3 separate regions of the Triticum aestivum genome follow, and regions 1 and 2 are each linked to region 3. Evidence: chromatin contacts called from public Hi-C data. All regions are on one chromosome and are shown on one strand. Each heading gives the region's core, a stretch centred on a gene start, on an enhancer-like site or on the middle of the called end of the contact. The rest is flanking DNA. Distances are from core to core; before and after follow the strand shown. Region 1 holds the start of LOC123145198 (myricetin 3-O-rhamnoside 1,2-glucosyltransferase UGT709G2-like). Region 2 holds the start of LOC123145202 (rop guanine nucleotide exchange factor 14). Region 3 holds the start of LOC123145200 (dual specificity protein kinase YAK1 homolog).

Region 1 (2,700 bases), core at 22-2,521, 140 kb before region 3:
ATAATACAAGCTATCTAGAAACTGGCCTCACAAAACTGAAAAGACAACAGAATGCTAGCTTTTGCACAAATGAACACCATCGATGAAAGAAAATTACAAGCAAGACCAAAGAAACCCTTGAGTTCCACACCAAAGCGCATGTCGCCTGCCTTCGGCACCACCAGAGGAAAAATTGACGGATCACCTCCTTACCTAAGCTCGACGCAGCTCTATCGTTGATATGCAGCTTTACAAACCTCCAAGATAACTCATCAATGGTGAAGCCATTGCCGTTCAACGAACCAGACCGGAGCAACACGCCGAACACGCCATCCTCCAGATCTGGCTCCCCTGCATGACTAAGTCGCAAGAGGAGGAAACCATACCTGCCAGCCACGAACCACAAACCCAGTACATGATCCACCATCTTCCGGATGCCACCGTTGCATACCACAATTTGCATTTGTTCCTCCTGGACTACCTCCTAAGCTCCGCGCCGGCGCTGGAGCAAACGCTGTCACACGGCAAAGCCCAAGGATACAAGTCCACTACGAGGATGTCGCCGCCGCCGCGCCATCCTTGCTTGAACAGACTGGTTTTCAAATTCATTCCCGACCATAGGACCGATCGCCTTGTCAGGGAAGGATCTGAAACTTCTTTATTTAGCATCGTCATTGCCACCGCCAAAGACAAGACGATGGATGACCCAAAAATCTAAGCTACTAGGGCCTAAAACCTAAAGCTACACAATCCGGATGCTAAATGTTTAGAACAATAAATCAGATTTTTCTAAAGCATCAGTGTCTATTTCTACAGAAAAGATGCCTAATTAAGCGTCTACTCCGTACAAACAAGTACGAATGCTTAAAAAAGTCTGATTTATTTCTCCAAGTATCTTTTCTAAGCACCTTGCAAATTGCATTGTACAAGGTCTTATTAGAATCTTGCGGGGCAGTTTCTCTTTGTTTCATTCTCTCTCCACACGCTTGCGTTAGCTAACTCGTCACATGTCAAATCGATTTATCGATCCACCCCGTTTGCTCGGTGATGACGGCATCAGCTACGTAGGCATTTCAACAAGTGACTACATACGGGGTAAAATGAGTGAATCTACACTCTAATATGTCTACATACATCCGTATGTGATATTCATTTGAAATGCCTAAAAAGACAAGTATTTAGGAACGGAGGGAGTAATTATTTAAGGTAATTAGTAGCTGAGGCTTGCAAGCGCTAGCCGCCGCCACCGGTCTCCTCCGACACGTAACTGCTGACGTGTGCTGCTGCGCCTGCACCCTTCTCTCTCTATAGGTGCACCATGCGGCATGCGCCCATGCCAGCCTCACTACTGAAAGCCGGAAGAAGAGAAACCCAGCTGCGTCACTGCATGCGCGCGGAGTAGTAGCGTAGGTGAGCGCGCGCAGGTGCAGGCGAAGCTAGCGACGGCATGGCGGCGCACGTGCTGGTGTTCCCGTGCCCGGCGCAGGGCCACATCAACTGCATGCTCCACTTCGCCGCAGGGCTCCTCGACGCCGGCCTCCACGTCACCTTCCTTCACACCGACCACAACCGGCGGAGGCTAGGCCTTGCCGCCGTCAAGGCGGAGGCCGATTCGCCGGGGCTCCGGTTCCTGTCCGTCACCGACGGCCTCCCGGACGACAATCCCCGCACGGCGGGTGACCTCGTCGCGCTCGTGGAGTCCATGATGACGACGACGAGGGTCGCCTACCGTGCTCTGCTCGCGTCCCTGCGCGCGGGCGCGCCCCGCGACGATGGCTTCCCTCCCGTGACCTGCGTCGTCGCTGACGGGATCCTCCCGTTCGCGATCGACGTCGCCGAGGAGCTCGGCGTCCCGGCGCTCGCCTTCCGAACGGCCAGCGCGTGCAGCTTCCTCGCTTACCTCTTCGTGCCCAAGCTCGTGGAGCTCGGCGAGGTCCCTGTCCCGCTAGGCGCCGACCTCGATGCGCCCGTCCGTGGCGTTCCGGGAATGGAGGGTTTCCTGCGGCGGCGCGATCTTCCAAGTTTTTGCCGCGGGCACGACGGGACCGGCGGCCTCCACCCCATGCTTCGGATAATCGCCGAGTTCAGCGCACACAGCTGCAACGCGCGGGCGCTCATACTCAACACGACCGCGTCGCTGGAGCGGTCGGCGCTCGCGCACATCGCGCCGCACATGCGCGACGTCTTCGCCATTGGCCCTCTCCACGCCATGTTCCAGGAGCCGGCGGCCGGCGGCGCCTTGTGGCGGGAGGACGACGGCTGCACGGCGTGGCTCGACAGCCAGGCGGACGGAACCGTGGTGTACGTGAGCTTGGGCAGCCTCGCCGTCATCTCGGTCGAGGAGTTCACCGAGTTCCTCTCCGGACTCGTGAGCGCCGGCCACCCCTTCCTTTGGGTGCTCAGGCCGGACATGGTCGGGGCGAGCCAGAACGCCGTCCTCCAGGACGCCATCAGGGCGGCCGGGAAAGGCAAGGCCCGCGTCGTGGAGTGGGCGCCGCAGCGGGACGTGCTGCGCCACCGGGCAGTGGGCTGCTTCCTGACGCATGCCGGGTGGAACTCCACGCTGGAGAGCGTCACCGAGGGCGTGCCGACGGTGTGCTGGCCCTTCTTCGTGGACCAGCAGACCAACAGCCGGTTCATGGGCGCCGTGTGGGGCACCGGGCTGGACATGAAGGACGTGTGCGAGAGGGCCGTCGTGGAGCGGATGGTGAGGGAGGCCAT
Region 2 (2,700 bases), core at 22-2,521, 140 kb after region 3:
CTAATGGAGGAGCAAATCTAGCGAGGATATTCGGCTAAGGGATGCATTGACGGCGCGATATTGCGCATTTACTAGTTACTACTAATAATAATCGGAGGCGTCGACTGATGATAAAAATCCGTTGTGTGTCTTTGCTGTCCGGACGGGGATTTATGGGCGCAACGGAAACGGAGGGCGGTGCTACGGCTGGCTGGTGGTGACGCGTCAGGGGGAGGGGCGCTCGCCGGTCGAGGCACTGGCGGCCGTGCAGGCGGTGCGGAGGCGTTGGCGTTGGAACTTTGAATTTTGAACTGGGCCGGTGGGTGGGAAGGACTGGGGAAAGAAAGAGGGTTCACGAGGACATGGGCAGTAGGCTTTCTGTTGTGAGCTTCGCTATGCTATGCTAGCTTTTAGTGCGGGACGACGACTGTGAGGCGGAAAGCGATGACCTGAGGAAAAAGATGTGGGGGCGAGGTGAAAAGAGATGAGGTGAAAACTGAAAAGGCCCCGAGGTTTGTTGGCTCGCGCTTTTCCTCCTCCCCGGCGTTGGCGTTGGTGCCGCAGCGGGGCGATGACGACCTGACGACGGCCTCTCGCAAGAAGTTGAGATGGGTCTGTGGAAAGGCGGCTCGCCTCACTACTGCCCTGCGACAGCCTTTTTCATGGCGGTTTTCCTCGCGATGGGGATGGAACGAGCAGGAATGGGGCTAAAGGGGCCGGTTCGAGGGGGAAATACGGGGAGGGTTCCAGCTCGAATCGCGCCGGCATTTCTGGTGGGCGAGGTTCTTGCGAAATGTAGAGGCGAGGGGAGTGGTGGTACCTTTGCGGCGTCGTTCCGAGGCAAGGTGTCAGCGGCCGGAGCGCTCCGGCATGGATCTGCGGCCAAGGAAACAAGAGGTGATGAGAGAACCTCAATCAAGAAGGAAACCATGAACAGATGGAAATACTAGCTGCCTGACTAGGCATGAGCTTACCAATGGTCCGAATGGAGGGAGGCAGGGGCCAGGCCTCGAGCGTGAAGAGACGGAGGAGGCAGGGCGGCGAAGAAGGGGAGGAGGAAGCGTGTGTGTCCCTGTGTGAAGGCCTGAAGGGGGGCTGCTGGTAGTGGTAGTGGTAGTGGTGGTACTCTGCTCTGTCTGACTATATGTTGCGATAGATAATAAATGCGGCAGGAAGGGAGAAAGAACAGAAAGCGGAGCGAAACCAGGAAGCCAAGCATGTGAGCGTGCAGGTGCCGGATCAAATATACTACTCCTACTACCCCCGCAACCGCACCATCAGCGGCCTCCCCCTGGGATTTGCTCCGTACCTCCAACCAACGGAGCCACCCGCGCTACTAATCAGCAACTCATCCTGCTCGTCTGCTTCGCTCGCTCGTTAACCTCTCGCGGCCGGCAGCTCACTCCACCACGGGCTCCAGAAGTTGAGATCCTGAAACAAAAAAAAGGCTTTGTTTCTTTCTTTCTGGTAACCACGAAGGAAAAAAAACATTTTTCTTGGTTGCAACGGCAGCGGGCGGAATCGTTTGCTTCCTCCCTTCACTTCTCCTCCCTGCCCTATCCCTGACACCTCATTTGTCACCTGTCTCGGCCTTCATTTACTCGCGGAATCGCTTGCCCTTTTCTTCCTCCCCTCCCCCTGACCGACCGACCGATCACTTCAGGCCAGGCACGCTTCTACACTTTCACATTTCCCGGTCAACTTTACTTTTACGACGCGACGCGCAGGCGCTCGGTCAGAGCCGTCGGATGCCGGATGGACGGTGGAGATCCGTGACCATACTCTGTAGACCAGGGGTATCCGAGGCCTGATGGATACGTTTGACGTTCCTACGCGTACCGCCTTGTTCTCTTGTGTCACGTGTGGCCACTGGCCAGCCATGCCACTATACACGTTCCCGCACGTACTACTTGGCATCCTGGCTGGCTCGATAGGTCTACCGGGTCCTGGACGTACGTACGTGCTGAAATGAAACCAAAGGTCATTGATGAACGTGAGCCCGGAAGAATGGAAGGGGGCTAGGGACAAAGCATTCCTTCGGCGGACGGAGCAGGCAAGAATGCGTGCAAAGTTTTCGGTCCCCAGCCCACTCGCATCGCATAGTCGCACTCTTTCGGTCGGTTTTCTTTCCCAGGCGCGCGAGGCGACAACGGGCGCATGTTGCTTCTCGGGCCCAGGGTTACGGACACGAACACACGCACAGTAGTATGCCGTCCGTATTGTACACGTAGTGTGCTAGTGCTACTGGTGAGTCGTTGGAAAGGTCGTCTGAGCGTGCGCACGTGAAATCCTCCCTCCCGCCGGCATCGACCATGGATGGGTAGAAAGCATGTGGCGTGTCGCGTGTGTGCGGTTCATCCATCAAAACTCGCTCGAGAGTTGCTGTAATATGTGCACCGGCCTCGGTTGTCAAACTCGCTCGAGAGACTGGGATCCCCACCACGTCCGGGTGAACCGAAATGATAGGCAATCAGTCGCTACTTGTTTCTTTCCAACAACAATCACATGTCTCAAAAATCATTGTCTGTAAAAAGGTTGTAGATTGCTTGCAGGAGTAGAATGTCAACCCGAGCATCATGCATCTGAATCCCGTCCAAAACGTACTCTTCAAATCAACCAAAAGGCCAGCACACCATACAGGAGAGGACAGGACAGGGCGCATGAGTGATCGTGATCGTGCACAAGCGGACGCACGGCTCAAATGCGGCCCCGTTTCCCGTT
Region 3 (2,700 bases), core at 194-2,693:
ATGCGCTCCATCTTCTGTCCCATAACGCACTAATTGAGATCAGCAACAGTGTTAAAGGATGTTCTTATAGCATTGCACTATTCGTTGGATGGTATAGGCAGGTTTGCATTGTCCAATGATCCATATTTTCTAAAAGAGATATCAACTACAACTAGGATCCTGACACACTTTTAGTTGTGCACTTGCGTAATATTTCCAAATCACTTATACTTGGAATCTCTTTACACTCATGATGGATTGGAATAGCAAGTCAAGCAAACAGAACATGTATATTATATATAACTCAACACTGAATGATTGTTGCAGAAAAAATAGGTGTGGATAATGAATGGGAATGCTAATTGTAGTCAGAAATGAGGTTTGCCTCTGATTAATCAAAAGACAATTTGAGTAGACCACACTGCTCCAGCTGGTCAAACTTTAGTTGCCTGAACCGTGCGTCCAGGCATCAGGAAGAAGGCATCAGCAGGAACGGTGCTGATTCGAGTAGTTCAAGTCACCAAAGTTTAAGATGTACTTGCTGGTTTCTTAAGCTGTAACGGTTTCTTACTAGCATTTCATTATAATTAATTTCCAGCTACGACGACCTCTGAGAATCGCTCAATCCAATTGACAGTTCAAATTCAGCACGGTGAGCCCGAGAATAGCTCCAAAAGGGAAAGCAAGGAAGCATCTTTTGTTAGCCCCGTGAGAGGGGAAGGTGTAGGAAACGTACAGGCCTCTTCCTGACGGCGCGTAGATTGCTTGAACGGGCGGCAACCCCATTGCCCCGGGCGGACGGCGCTTCCGCCCGGTCGCCCACTACCGCAGCAGCGTAGGACCGGAACACCGTGGACTTGGTCGGCGCCCACGGCGGCCCCGCCGCCTTCCTCTCCCTCCCAGTCTCCTCCATTCGCCTCACGCAACCACCTCCCAGCAGGCAGGCGCAAAGCGCCCGCAGAGATCAAGTGCCCAACAACAACAGCAACAACAACACGTCAGCCCAACCCGCACCAGCCCAGGCTCCTGTTGGGATCACGGCAGCGCACTCCGAAGCAGAAGCGGCAGCAGCAGCGGCAGCAGCAGACTAAGCGGCCGCCGGCGGAGTAAAGCTGCATCCTATGAAGCGGCCATCGCCCAATGCTACTCCGGCCCGCGGCCCCGCCGATCCGATCTCCCCGGCCCTCCGCCTCCTCCTCTCGCCGCTCGGGACTGCCCCGGGCGGGGCCAACGGCTCGGAGCCGGGCCGAATTGGGCGGGTAGGGTTTTGGGCCGAGGACGGCCGGCTGCTCGTGCCCGCCGTACTCGGGGCGGCGGCGGCGGGGAAGTGGAGGCGGAGGTGGTGGAGCAGTGGGGAATTTGGAGCGGGGCGGCGAGTCCCAATCCCCTCCTCCTCCTCCTCCCTCTTTCGTCTCTTTTCTTCCTTTCCTTCCTCGTCTCCGTCACCTCCCCTCGACTCTGTGGGTTTTTTTCCGCTCGCCTTCTTTCCAGCTAATATATATACACACGTCTGGATTTTAATTACTGCGGTTAAGCAGTGGAGTTGTAACACGGTCCCAGTGGCAACGGCCTGCAATTATCAACGTCGCCACGCTGAGCACCGCTGTCATCGCGTGCTAGGCCGCGCAACGTCACTGTGCTAGTGCGAGCGTGGCCGTCCGATCTGTCCATCGTGCGGCTCTAAATGGTCGAGAAACAATATATGTTTCATTTATTTCCGCCGAAAGGACTGCGCTGAAAGATATTCATGTATATCTATCTGGTATGACTCGCGTCGGTGGGCTGGCGGTCACGTAAACAAGTAACTGGCGAGCAATGAATGGCGAAAGATTGGGAAAAATATATGTTGGGCCGGCGCATTTTCTGAGGATGTGCATTGATCGAGCCATCAAGATAGATGGATAGGCGTGGAGCAATTTCCGGGTGCGTTACGAGATGTGTAATGGTCGATTCTTCAAGATAGATGGATTGAAAAGGGATTTTCGGATGCTTACAAGATCGTGTGATGGTTGAATCTTCAAGATAGATGGATAGCCGAGGAGTAATTCATGGATTTTAATTACTGCAGTTAAGCAATGGAATTATAAACACAGTCCAGTGACAACGACCCACAATCATCAACATCGCCATGCTAAGCACCACTGTCATCGTGTGTTAGGCAGTGGAACGTCACTGTGGCCGTCCGATCTGTCCATCGTGCGGCTCTAAATGATCGAGAAATAATATATGTCCCATTTATTTCCGCCGAAAGGGCTGCACTGAAAGATATTCATATGTATCTGGTATGACTCGCCGTCGGTGGGCTGGCGGTCACGTAAACAAGTAACTGGCGAGCAATGAATGGCGAAAGATCGGGAAACGCATATGTTGGGCCGGCGCATTTTGTGAAGATTGTGCAATGATCGAGCCATCAAGATAGATGGATAGACCTGAAGCATTTTCCGGGTGCGTTACGAGATGTGTAATGGTTGGTTCTTCAAGATAGATGGATGGAAAAGGGATTTCCGAATGCTTACAAGATCGTGTAATGGCTGAATCTTCAAGATAGATGGATAGACGGGAAGTAATTCTTGAATTTTAATTACTGCAGTTAAGCAATGGAATTATAAACACAGTCCAGTGACAACGACCCACAATCATGAACGTCACCATGCTAAGCACCGCTGCCATCGTGTGTTAGGCAGTGGAACGTCACTATACTAATGCGAGTGTGGCCGTCCG

The links. A called contact is a pair of places that touch in the nucleus more often than the background predicts.
Region 1: a contact with region 3 is called in a Hi-C map of leaf, with 3 times the contacts expected there. The contact joins the promoter of LOC123145198 here to the promoter of LOC123145200 in region 3. A contact is called at or near these places in 3 of 5 Hi-C or Micro-C datasets (all in leaf).
Region 2: a contact with region 3 is called in a Hi-C map of leaf, with 3 times the contacts expected there. The contact joins the promoter of LOC123145202 here to the promoter of LOC123145200 in region 3. A contact is called at or near these places in 2 of 5 Hi-C or Micro-C datasets (both in leaf).

The regions. Positions count from the first base shown.
Region 1 is chr6D:375,987,302-375,990,001 of IWGSC CS RefSeq v2.1, forward strand. It overlaps LOC123145198 (myricetin 3-O-rhamnoside 1,2-glucosyltransferase UGT709G2-like), which reads left to right and starts at 1,272. Exons shown (of 1, transcript XM_044564555.1): 1 at 1,272-2,700. The coding sequence starts at 1,427.
Region 2 is chr6D:376,267,583-376,270,282 of IWGSC CS RefSeq v2.1, forward strand. LOC123145202 (rop guanine nucleotide exchange factor 14) reads right to left here and starts at 1,272. Exons shown (of 9, transcript XM_044564561.1): 1 at 954-1,272; 2 at 800-855.
Region 3 is chr6D:376,129,860-376,132,559 of IWGSC CS RefSeq v2.1, forward strand. LOC123145200 (dual specificity protein kinase YAK1 homolog) reads right to left here and starts at 1,444. Exons shown (of 18, transcript XM_044564559.1): 1 at 716-1,444. The coding sequence starts at 892.